Regions from separate parts of the Macaca mulatta genome. Here region 1 is linked to region 2. A link is a contact called in public Hi-C data. All regions are on one chromosome and are shown on one strand. The core of a region is the stretch at or near the end of the contact, and the rest is flanking DNA. Distances in the headings are between cores, read along the strand shown.

Region 1 (6,219 bases), core at 1,602-4,101, 450 kb before region 2:
TGTCGGGTGGGAGGAGAGAGGCCTGGGAAGAAAGGCCCCTGTGAATTCACAGGACTCCATGCAAGTGAATGATCCTGTGGCCCCCATGCTGAAAATCCTCCATCAGCTGGCTCTTGAATTTAAACTAAAATTCCAGCTCTTCCCCTGGGGCTCACAGATCTTACCTGAGGAAGCCCTGCCCACCTCTTTGACGGCAGCTCCTGTTCCACACTCCAGCATTCTCAGCTCCAGCACCCTGGCCTTCTTTAGACAGTCCTTGGTGTCCCTTCTGCCTGGAAGGCTCTCCTCCCAGATCGTTACCTACCTGACTCCTTCTGGGATCAACTCAAAGGCAGTGACCTGGTTTGTCTCACTCACTGCTGAGAATCCCAAGCACCTAAAACAATGCTTGGTACATAGTAGACCTTTAGTGAATATTTGATACATGAATAATTTTTCCTAGGAGACATCCCTGAGGTCTGCCTGGAGGAGGGGGCATGTAAGCTGGGCCCTAGATACTAAGCAGCTCTTGGGCCTCTCCTCTCCGGCCTACTTCATGTTTTTTTTTTTTTTTTCTTTTTCTTTTTTTTTCCATCTGGACACATACTCTTTCCCAGGATGACCTCATCCATGCAGATACTGGATTTCAGCTGCTATCTTGGTGCAGACTTTCCCCACGATGCTGTCTCGCAGTTCCCTGCCTTCCCCGCTCTTTGTCCCTTCTCAGCTGTCCTATTTCTGGTGCTTAATTACAGTCCTGCTATGCAGACAATGACGATGCCATCATTCTCAAAAGATGATTGTGTCTGCTCGGTCTTTTGTCCAGAGCAGAAAGACAGCAAGATGGTCCAGATCATAAAAATGCATGCTGTGTTAGCTCAAAACCATTTCAGAAAGCACTGGAGTGATGTTGTCTGTCACCATGCTCATGGGCTCACCCAAACGGCACGTATAGCTTCTGATCTACTCTGGGCAGGATGTCTTATTAAATTAATTACAATTTTCTGACCTAAGCTCTTTCTTTAGAAGTGCTTTTAAAACAGCTTGTGTGTGTGTGTGTGTGTGTGTGTGTGTGTGTGTGTGTGTGTATGACGGGAACTGGAGTTTTTCCAGCCAGGAGCAAATTTAGCCACTAAACAGTTTGGGTGGAAGACGTGCTCCGACATTCGGCCTGGGTTTAGGCCTTGGCAAACAGAGCTGTTGTCTTCATTGGACACAACAGGCAAAAGGCCAGAGACAAACTTTTCAAGGCCCTCTGAGCATATTTGAGACCAGTTGAGGATGAGGGGGGAGAAAATCATTGGCTCCAAGAGAAGAAAAATACTATCAACTGCAAATAAATAATAATGTTATCAATAAAACTAGCAAATATTCTCATTTTAAGCTGAAAATATTATGTTTCATAAGGGGTATGAGTGTATTTTAGTATTCTGACATGGCACAGGACAGGACAACACAAAGCAGACATGCCCTGCCTGGGGAGATTTCATGAAGGCCTCGTGGGTAAACGGGGCTGTCTTTCTCTCATCGACCTCACTAGAAACCACCTAGGTTGCTCCGAAAGAGAAGGCTTTTGTGGTGGGATGAGAGAGGCTTTTATTCCCCCTCATAAATCGGAGAGTTTAAACTTCACTGGCAAGAGGAAGATTTAAGAATTAAAATGATGAAAACTTATAAAATCTTTCCAACAGGACGGTAATTGCAGTAATAATCCCCTTTGTTATAGAAGCTACTGTATTATGGGTGACCTTGACTTCCATTATGTACTGTTACCTTTAGCTCGGAATCTATAACTCAGGGGACTATTAATTATCTTGCCATAAGTGCCGGCCAGAGTGGGGGGCTTTCTGAAAGAGTAAATGCCACATCGATATGAAGTGGAGTTTCTCTGCTGCTCGACGGCTGTTATCAGCGATTAGGGTTCAGCAGCCCGTGGTCAAAGCCAGAAGATTATTCCTGCTTAGGTTCCACACCACCTCAAACTTTTCTGATCACCATGACCTCTATCTGTGATTTATCCCAGCTTGTGAAACACAACAGTTTGTATATACAATTTAAACACTCCTACTTCTTCATCAACCACATCCCTGGGGTGTGCTCTGCTGCTAAAGTAAAATACTCTCTTTTCAAATATTGTTTTCTTTGGGGTATTTTTTTGCAATTTACAGTTTGTCCCATGGAATGATACATTCCCATCTTCTATCATGTATTCTTATCGGGATAGAGAACATTAATTATACTATATCCAGCTCAATAAATGTTGACTATCCTATGTTGGGAGTGATGCAAAGAATTTTTTTTAATAAGCTAGAAATCAGATTAAAGGAAGGCCTTTCATTTACCATCTTTTTCTTAAAAGGGCTAGCTCGAACCAACAGTCTGACTACTCAGCATCCGTTGGAAATTGTATCCTTCGATTTCAATCTTCGGTTACAGCCGAGAAACTATACTGAGAAGTTCTCAGCAGTCATGACTAAGCCCAAAGCAAAATTTCCATTTTCCCCCCTAATGCCCTAATTGAATTTAGGAGTCGGTTATGTTTTGCATAGGCATCTACCCCACATCAAGGGCAGACATTCAAAAAGAGTCTTATGGAGTGGATCAGATAAATATGGGCTGCAAATGTGCTGATTTACCCCAGCTTGTAAAACAAAACAATTTACGTATACAATTTAAACATTCTTTCTAGTTTTTCACAAACCACATCCCTTGGGTGTATAATTGAGATTTCCTTGCCACCCAGAAGATAGTGAGATAGTCCGCCGGGCTTTGTTCCCCTTCTGCGGGAGGGCGACGGGGCGCTGTGAGCTGCTGCTTAGAAATGAGCTGCCGGCAGCTTCGGATTCGCGGCTGTCAGATGCTGGACCAGGCCGGCAACGCTAGAGTGCAGGCTGACATAAGGATTAGGGACGCGCTGCAGCCAGCCCGTCGGAAAAGGCAGAAGCCTCTGCCAATAGAGGCGTTGTCTGTTACCTTCTTTATTTAGGCTTCGGGAGAGAAACCGGAGCCGAAGTAGGTAGGGGGAAAGAGGACATATTTGATGCTCAAAGGCCCCCGCCAGCTTCAGTCACATTGCCATGAGCCGGCTATCCGTATAAAATGCAAAACAGCAGCCCGAAAGGCATGCTTTTCTCCCTTGGTTCTCCCTTGGTAGAGCCCTGGAGGAGAGGATGTAGATCTTCCCGTAGGTGAGGCTGCGATCTGTCCAAGGACCTAAAACCAACTTCAGTAATCAGGGACCTGGGCACCTTTCTCCTAACTAAGGTCAGAGTAACTACAGTAAGGTGATTCAACCTAACTATCCATCAGTAAGAGAATGAGAGAGAGAGAGAGAAAAAAAGAATAAAGGAAGTGACAGAATCACATAGTGGAATACTACATCACAGTTAAAAGGAATGAACTAGGTTGACAGTTGGAAAAAATAAGTTGTAGAATTTCACAAACACACCAAGTGATACTCCCCATGGCTTCTGGATTCCTCTAGATGTAGGAAAAGTACAAAAATGAAGCAAGAAGGAAACATACAACATTCAGTCCAGCCGCTGGAGAAGGAGGAAGGGAAAGAGAAGGTTAAGATAGAGACGGGACAAAAGAAACTTTGGATTTATGTGCATTCATTTTTACTAAAGTAATCTGGAGCAAATATGGCTTTTAAAAGACATGTTTTTCTTTCTGTTTTGTGGGATTTTGTTCGTTTGTATTATTCTCAGTACTTTTTGTATTTACAGTGGTTCATTTTAAACAAAAATAATTAGAAATATGAGTGAGTGTAAACCACAGACAGACGCCCACTTTCAACATAACTCCGGTGTTGGGTCCATAAGCTCCCAAGTCAGAATACAGCGGAGAAGTTGGAGAAGTCAGTCACCTTTATAATTTTAAATGGCACCATCTGGGTGTTACTGAGTCTCTTTTCTCCCCCCACCCCCCGCCCCTCTCCTTTTAGTCAAATTAAACTTATTGATTAAAGCCCATTAGTATGTAATGGATTGTTAATTTGACTCTTTTTACAAATCATATTTATCTGCACCAATAAAATATTTGGATTTAATATTCATATGTCACATTTATGGTGATGTTGATTGAGGGCCAAGCAATTTGAAGTGAAAGCAGACACTTCGTCCTTTATTCACACAAGAGAAATGCACAATTAGCTCCATGCACTCCTCCAGAGGTGAGAAACTTAAATATAAAGAAAATTAGAGAAAAGGAGAGAAACGTGCCCCCCCTTTTTTGCAGACATGAAAGAAACTCCATATAGTGTTTGCACACTATTCAGCAATGGGCTAGAATTGGTGCGTCCTCCTCGCGTGTTACTCAAGTTATTTATAATGTGGTTGCAAAATCCCAGCTAGGAACAAAAAGTCAGATTTTTGGTAAACATCGATTAAGCTGTGGCCTCTTGTACTCATTTCTCCTACAGAGGAAAATAGAGCCCCAAGAAAGATCAAGTCCTTGCCTCCTTTTGCTGGTAGAGGGCACTTAACAGACAGTTGCTTAAAGGGAAAACATGAATAGATTTTCTGTGTATTTCAAATAGATATGAACTGAATGCTGCAGGTAGTATGGCTGCTAGGAATACAGGAGAAAAATACTGAAAACTGCTGCCATTTATTGAGTGCCTATTCTCTGCCTGGCTCCTGGAATGATAACAATATTTAACGTATAATACAGCATGAGCATCATCCAGTGGGGGTGGATGCCAGCCGAAAACACAACTGGTAAGCTTTAGTGGTGCACCAGCCAAGTTTCAGTCCTGCTTGCTTCTGGAACAGGAAATGCTACGTTTAAGTTTGTTTAATGCTCAATTAAAGGAGCTGCGTTGGCCCAGGGTGCTAATGCATTTGATGATTTCTTTTCTCTCTCTCTCTCTTTTTTTTTTTACTCTTAACATTTTTTAAGTCTTAAAACATCTTGGCTTTTTTTTGTTTGTTTGTTTGGTTGGTTGGTTTTTGCAAGCCACTTCAAACCTTTTGAGAAGCAGTCAGGCTATCCATTTTAAATAAATACATGATTTTCCTGATCCTGGCCAAATCTCATTACAAAGAAAACCAAGGCACCATCAGATTCCTTTGTTGCCCAGGGGGTTGTCTTATCAATATTGTATAAAGCAGGCAGGTCATTGGCTAGGCTTCAGAATTCTTTTTTGTTATTTCAACCGTTTGGGGTAATACTTGTCGTAATGAGAGCCAATCTTTAAAAATAAAATTTCTTTTCATAAGGGTGGTACAAAAAGAGTCTTGCACAGTCGGTGACTGACTGTGACAATATTTGGTCCATGGTCTTTGCAGAGAAAGAGCTTGGCTGGTCATCATTAACGATGGTGCATGATTGCTACAACTTTTTTTGACAGTCCGCTTTCCGACAGAAACTATACGCAGCCTATTGTCAAGTCATTTTACTGAGCTCAGGAAATTTCCATTTGTCACTTAACAGCCATGTGTCAGAAGCAAGATGCTTTGAACGTGAATTGTGATTTATTTCAGTTATCTTATGAGAATGCGTGTTCTTTCCACCAGCATGAAATGACCTAATTTTTGAAGTGGTAACCTTTATTAAAAAAAAAAAAAAAGATTAACATTCAAGTTTTCATATTGAATACCATCGTAAGTTTTCTTCCTCTAAGAACCCAACCCCCTTCAAGGCAGCCATTATGCTAGATAAGTACGTGGTGAGCCAGGATATAGAGAGGAAGTGGGAAGTTTCCCTGGACTCAGCAGAAATTTGGTGTCAGAAGCAGAAATAGCCCCTTGTAAGCACATGGCTAATGGTTACATAGCTCTTTCTTTTCTGCACGGGTTCAAGGGGATAGATTTTTACACGAATATGTCATGGCTCCGGACTGAACTATAAAATTCTAGAGGACAGGGAATAGAACCCATTTGTTTATTTCTCTCTCCAGGATCCAACGAAATAAGTATTTGTTGATTACATGGTAAATTTGGGGATTAGAAATGTCCTTAAAATCTTGATCAAGTTACTTCGAACTCTGGCAACACTTTTATCATATCTGGACTGAGTATAATAATATTTTAAAGATTAACGAAATGTTGGGCAGCTCTTGTGCTATTTGGCTGTTGCAGGAACCGAGTCATAAGGCAAAAACATTTATAAAATACAAAATAATGATTTATACAGTAAGTTATACTCCTTCAGGCAAAGATGTTATATAAACCACAAGGTATTTGGCCACTGCAACACATGTAAGATGTTTTAAATACCATGAGATCTATAAATATT
Region 2 (6,530 bases), core at 2,064-4,563:
TAAACTTTTGAATAGGAGGGGTAGTTTATTTTTTTTCTCTCTCTTTCTCAGTGATGGAAAAATAACTGCCAAGGCCATGTTTTTAATAAATTAGAAAAGTCCGGGACCGACGCAGCCCGCGTTAAATGTCGGACATACCTTTCTTCAATTCATAGGGAGAGTCTTTGCACAGGTCTAGCTGAGACTGGCTCCGCAACATTTTCGGGTCTTTAGACAAAGCGTCCGCTCGGTTCAACACGGTCTGGTTTAATCCATTGAAATGAGACCCCGGACCGGTTGTGGGCCCTGGCCCGGGCCCTGGGTGGCCATGAAGGTGTCCGAAGGAGCCATAGTTCGTGTAGCCGGGATAGAAGGGCGCGGTGTAGTAGAGAGGCCGGGACAGCACCGTCCCGCCTGGAAAAGGACACTGCGCCGAGGGCGAGCGCGATGGCGCCGGGGTCGGCGACGCACGGCTGCCTCCTAGGGCTTGCCCAGCTATGGGCCCGGGACACGGTGGGCATGGAGAGCCCTCGCTCCCGCCACCCCCGTCCTTGACCTTGTCCGAGGATGTGGCGATCTCTGCCAGAGACCACAATTTGGGCTTGGCGAGCACCGCCGGAGGCGGCGGCGGAGGCGGCGAATGGATAACCGAGGGCCCGCCGGGACCCGGGGGCAGCTCTCCCGCGGCTGGATGCGGGCCCGGCGCCGGCGCGCCCGCGGGGTAGTGAGGGGCCGGGTCCTCCGCCAGCCGCGCCGCCGCTGGCCCAGCCGGGGAGGGCCCGCCGGTGCGGGGGGCGCCCTGCAACGCGTCGAGGCGGCCCTCCGAGGGCGGCTCCTTAAAATCCGAGTCGCTGAGGCTGCCCTCGGTCTCCTTGCTGGCAGGGGTGGGTGGTCCCTGAAGCCGTTCGCAGCCCGAAGCCGCCTTCTGCTCAGCTCCTCCTGCGGGTGAAACCCAGGCTGTCAGAGGCGCAGTGGCCGCGCGGCGGGACTCGGTTCCCGCCCGCAAAGGTAGAGACCTCTGCTCCCAACCTCCAGGCCCCGTGCGCGCCCCCTCTAGGTCTCTCTTTTCCTTTTTACTCCCGCCCAACACGCCCGTTCCCGTGTCCACCAACCTGCTTCGGGGCCTTCGGGGTCGCCCTTGTCCTCGGGCTTCTGGGGCTCGTCCTCGTCGTTCTTCTCCAGGTCAATGTTCTCCTCCTCTTCTTCGTCCTCGCTGCGGTTCCGCGGCGTCCACGTCATTTTATTCTCTTTCTTGAGGCGCCGGCGCGCGTTGGCGAACCAGGTGGACACTTGGGTGAGGGTCATCTTGGTGATGATGGCCAGCATGATCTTCTCGCCCTTGGTGGGGTAGGGGTTCTTGCGATGCTCGTTGAGCCAGGCCTTGAGCGTAGCCGTGGCGTCCCTTGTGGCGTTCTTCCGGTACGCTGGATCCCCGTAAGGGTACGAGCCCAGGGGCGCCGCGTAGGGATGGTACCCCAAGGAGCCCGCCATACCGGGTGTGTGGTCGTAGGGAGAGCCCTGCGGTGGAGACGCAGAGAGGTGAGTGTGGGCCTTGGTCTCCACTGCCATCGGAACGACCGAAGCACCCTTTTCCCTGCGCTCCCCGGGGTCTGTGGGTGGACGAGGCCCGCACTCCAGCTTCCTCTGGGGCAAGGCTGGCGGGGTTCAGACCTAGGAGCAACTCCTCCCCCTCCTCAGAAGGCAGCGGGGACCTTAATTCCTGGGTCAGGTCCTTCTGGGGCCCCTGAAGCTGTCCCGGCCTCGGTGCCTCCCATAGGCCCCCATCTGCCCCGGCACGTCCGTACCCCGTGAGCAGATCTGGCCAGGGCAGCCCGGCCTCCATCCAGATAGAGGCCTGGGCAACTGAGGCGACTCCGCGGTCCGCGCGGGAGCGGCCGCACGTTGGGCGCAAGGGGGGAAAACAAGGGAAGTAAAGGCTCTTGCTCTTTTTTTTTTTTTTTTTCAACACGCTAACAAATGCAAACAAAAAGCTGAGCCATGCCCAGGCACTCCCACCCTCCAAAATACTACCCCAGACCGAAGTTACAACCCGGCCGAAAAATCCCGGATGCACCGCAGCTCGACCGACTTTTCTGAAATTTAATACCCGCAAATCGGATTGCGAAGATAGGATTACGGATTTGCAACATTTTGGAGGACTAATTAAAGGCTAGGCCAAACACATTTACATTGACTTAGCACGCTTCTGCTCAAATTTCGGGTCTATTTCTTTTGAACTACTTTTCCAAAATGGCAAAACCAAAAATATAAAATTTGCAGGGCAGCCCGGAGCTTACGTTTACACCAAATGCTGCTCTTTAATTGCAGCTACCTCTCCCCACAGAACCCCTTCCCGCAAGCTCAGCGATCCGAGCAAGACGCGGCTCTCTTTTCTGAGCAACTCTTGAGTCCGAGGCCTGGGCGAAGCCGGGGGAGACAATCGCCCAAGTTTGAAGGGGTCGCGAAGCTTGGCGGGGGAGGTCGGTGTTGGCGCCTAGGCCCGTGTCCCCCTCCGCCCCCGTCCTCCCGCCGGGCCCCTGCTGCCCCTCGCCAGCCGCGGATCCCGCTCACTTACCACGTACGAGGAGAAGGCGGCGGCGGCTGCGGCCGCGGGGTCGGCGCCGTACTGGAGGTGCGAGTTGTAGCCCGGCGAGGGCGCCGTGAAGGCAGTCGAGCCAGCGTAGGGCGAGAACGCGGAGCCCGAAGAAGAGCGGCCGAGCTCATCCGTGCGGGGCCCCGAAATGACGCTGGTGCTGTACGCCGGGCACGAGTAGAGCGCCAGCGAGGCGGACGGCTGGTACAAGTAGCCCTGCGGATAGGACATGGCCACACACGGGCATGGGGCGCGCCGCGCCGCGGCCGCCAACGAGCCGGGCGGCGCCCTGCGAGGGCGAGCGGGCGGGCACCTGGCCTCTGGCTGCCCTGGGCCGCCGCTCTTCTGGCCCCGGCTCCGGGGCTCCGGCCCGCGGCGCCTCCTGGTTGGCTTCCCGCGCGCCTCCGGCTGCGACCGCCGCGCCCGCTCCTCTGCGCGCCTCGCTCGCCCCAGCTGGGCTTTTTTCCCCTCCCCTCCCTTGCTGCTTTCTCTTTTTTCCCCTCGCTCTTTGCACCGGGGGGCTCTGCTTTTGGCTTTGCAAAGGTCCTGCCAAGATGCTAAGTTGGAAATTGAGGATTCTGACGCCTTGTGCGCGCCCGAAGCTCCTCCTTCCCGGGGTGTAGTCGGTGGGAGGACTGGCAGGAGCTTCTGGGCGGCCGCAGCCAACCCGGCCGCCAGGCGCGCCTCGCCCTCTCCCTCTTCCTCCCCGGCTCCCTCTCCCGCTCGCTGGCGTTCCTCTCGCCCCTCCCTAGCGCCCGCCTCCCCTCCGCGGCCCCCCTCTCACCCCTCCTCTTTGCCTCCCCTTTTCCCCTCCCCGGTCTCTCCCTCTCTCTCGCTTTCTCTCAGACTCTCGAGCGCCGGCCCCAGGATGACAATCACATCCCAGGAGCGCCGATCTCTTCCAACTTTCCTCTTCTGCTAACTTGGGGCGGAGTGGCAGTCCCGCCGCACGGCCGGCCCTGCAGCGGGTCCCGCCGCCCCGAAGCACAAAGGGAACAAGGCCGCGGACTGTGCGCCGGCGAACGCTCTGCGCTCTCCTAGCCACAGTAGATTGCGGACTTAGCGGATTTCTTGTTCTCCGGCAGGCTGGGCTCCGAGGCCGTTCGTTGCCCACCGCTCTCTGGCGTCTTCCCCAAGCCAGGGAGGCCGAGAGCCAGCTGGAGATCCCGAATGAAAGTCTCTGGGAGAGCCGATGGATGGCCCGCGCCCAGGGCGCAGGAAGTCCGGGATGACTGCCCCTCTGCGCCGGCAGCAGCAGGTGGGCGAGAGACAGGCCTCAGACGTCTGCACGTCTCCGGCTAGCCTTCCTTCTACCGACACGCCGCCGGACGGCGAGGGAAAAGACACTGGTTCCTGGAATTACCGGGGTAGCCTTTTTCTAGAGTATGGGTGGTGGGCAAGAACTGCCAGAGAATCAGCTACACCCGAGGAGGTCTCGGGACCGTCCCCAGCTCCACTCCCACGCCTCTCCGCCTCTTTCTCCCGGCTTTCCAATCGCACGCAGCTCGCACCGCCAAGTCGGTGGTGGTGGAGGGAGCAGGTCCCCTTCCCTTTTGTTCAACTAAGTCGCCTTCCCCTTCGCACGCACTCTCGCACCCGCCCACGCTCCACTGCAAACACTGGGCAGAGCAGTGCCCAACCCAACCACTGTTTGTTCAGCGAGGCGCTGGCGAGGCAAACACACACAACTGAGTCAGAGGCAGAGCCCTTGCCCACGACGGCCACACAGTTAGAATACAAAACAGACCCTCTCCTCTCCTCTCCACCTCCCGCCGCCACAAGCCACGGAAGCACTCGAACTCTGGGACAGACAGGGGCGCTGGTGAACCAGGACAGAGGATGGCACAGGTTTGGGCACGCCGCGGAAGCTCGGGATTTCGGAAACTTCGCATAATGGGGCCACACGCAAGCCCAAGCATAACTATATACAAAGTTTCTCGCATTGACTTTGACGGGCGAGACGTACTTTATTTCGCGAGCTCACACTAACCCACCCGCCGCACCGGCACCCGCTCGGCAGTGCGCCCTCGTGCACGCGCCTTGGCTCCTCCCCTCCGTCCGCTCCCCTCCCCCAGACACCGCCCACCAAGAGGACTGACCGGTTCAGACTACATTCTCCGAGAACCCCTGGGTCCGCCCAGCCCAGTGCCTGACACCTCCTTCACCTATGATTGGGCCCTGGCCTCTCTGGGCTCCGCCCCCTGGTGACGTAAGCCCGCTTTCCTCCTAGTCTCGGCGCCAAAGGGGCGGGGTGAGGCGGGGCCTCGATCGCGCTATTGTCATGGAGACGGGAAGCTGGCGGCAGCGGCAGCGGGGACAGCTGGGCCGAGGTGGCTTCCAGCCGGCCAATGCCTAAGCGAGGCGGAACGCCCCGGGCGGCCCGAGCCTGGGGCAGCGCGGAGCCGACCAGTGGTGGCCTCGCCGGCGGCCTCTTCCCGGGCTCGCGGTGGGCCTGAGTCTTCGCCGGGAGCTCCCGGGAGCAGCGTCCCCGCCCTGCTCCCCTCGCTCCCGCCTCTTGCGGCCCCACGGCCCCTCAGCGCCCGCCCCCGGCTCCGCCCGCCGCAGCGGCAGCCCCTGGCGCTAACGGTCGGTAACGGCCCGCGCGCGCCGCCCGCCGGGGGCTCGCGCCAGCCACGAGGGAGCGTCCGCGGCCCGCGCGCCCGCGCGGCGGAGGAGAGGTGAGCCCCCGCCCCGGCCAGGCCCCCTGGCCGTGCAGTCCGCCCCTCGAGCCGCGTCCCCTGGTGGACCGGACGGACGCGGCGGTGCCCCGCGCGCGACCAGACGTCCCGTGGGCAAGGGCCTGGGCCTCGGGCCGCGTAGGCGCCGAACGAACCTCTCTGGGTGTCGGCGTTCCGCGGGGGGCGCGCGTGGGCGTGGCCCCTCAGTCCACGCGTGGCCCCTAAGTCGCCGCGGCTCTCGTCCGGGACGCGGCTTTCCGGAGTAGAGCCCTGGAGGTTTGTGCCACCGAGAACCCGAGTCTGTGACACAGACATCGTCATTACATCATCCTGCCACTCCGGCCGTCCCGCTCTTTCTCCCCCCATCCCCGCCCCGTGGCTTGTTTGTTAGTTGGTTTTTTCATTTTTTTAACCCCATTTTCTTGTACTGTCTTATTTTTGGTGTCAAGGACTGGAGAGACTCCTGCAAGATATTGAGGCATTTAGAATGTATGGTTCTGTTGCCGTGGTTGTCACCTCCGCTCTATGTCAAATTTAAGACTCATTTCTTAAGGATGTCTCTATTTTCTGCTTTATTTGCACATTGATGGCTCTGCTGCTCAGCTGGCAACGGCCACCCGGCGTCTGAGATAGAATTGTCTTAATATGAGAAAGGGAAGGGCGGATCATGATTAGCAGGCAGACTGCATGCAGGTAGCGTCTGGCGGGTTTTCTCCGTTTTTATATGAAAGCGTTCATTTTTTTTGCTGGTAAACACGAGCTTTTAACTTTTTGTCTGGATAGTCGAGACCATTTGTTTCGCTGTTCCCTCCTTCTTACTTCCTATTTATCGGCTTTTCCGTTTGGAAAGCTGCATACTTGGTAGCGGTAGTTTAATTGGTGCCTTGACTCTGAAGCTTTCTCTTCCAGCAGAGGTGGGATCTGTATCCCTCCCATCCCAGGTTACCAAGAAGACTTTTTCTCCCCTTGCTTTCTGTTGCATTTGTATCTTTCCAAACATTTAAACTTACACTAGGGATAAGTTTGCTCGGGTTGTTTTTAACGTAGGACTATTAAATATTCTCATTTTAAAACTTCCTAAAGGTTTATTGGTTTGTCATGTCTGCACGGATCCAGTTTCGCATAACTCTTAAAATTTAAAGCTTTAAAGTAGGATTCGCAGTTGTATTGCCAAGACATGGCCCTAGAGCTTGTTCTTCAAGTTTTGGCTGTACAGTTGTCATTGTTTCAGTCAAGTGCAAAAGAGGTTATTCCTGTTTATTTAGTGTAATAGCTATTTA

What was found. Hi-C and Micro-C count contacts between places; a contact is called where the count stands out from the background.
Region 1: a contact with region 2 is called in a Hi-C map of fetal cortex germinal zone, with 5 times the contacts expected there. The contact joins the enhancer-like site here to the promoter of IRX5 in region 2. A contact is called at or near these places in 2 of 14 Hi-C or Micro-C datasets (fetal cortex germinal zone and fetal cortical plate).

Annotation. Positions count from the first base shown.
Region 1 is chr20:50,852,328-50,858,546 of T2T-MMU8v2.0, reverse strand. No RefSeq gene overlaps it. Among named protein-coding and RNA genes, the nearest start is that of IRX6, 47 kb to the right of the region's middle. Within about 2 kb of position 2,851, at least 15 of the 40 cell types and tissues checked have an H3K27ac peak or open chromatin away from gene starts, as enhancers often do. A contact at or near this core is called in fetal cortex germinal zone and fetal cortical plate, where this site is marked.
Region 2 is chr20:50,405,462-50,411,991 of T2T-MMU8v2.0, reverse strand. It overlaps IRX5 (iroquois homeobox 5), which reads right to left and starts at 3,313. Exons shown (of 3, transcript XM_001086980.4): 1 at 2,555-3,313; 2 at 1,092-1,497; 3 at 1-918. The coding sequence starts at 2,803. The coding sequence ends at 122. LOC106995021 reads left to right here and starts at 4,817. Exons shown (of 5, transcript XM_028840650.2): 1 at 4,817-5,250.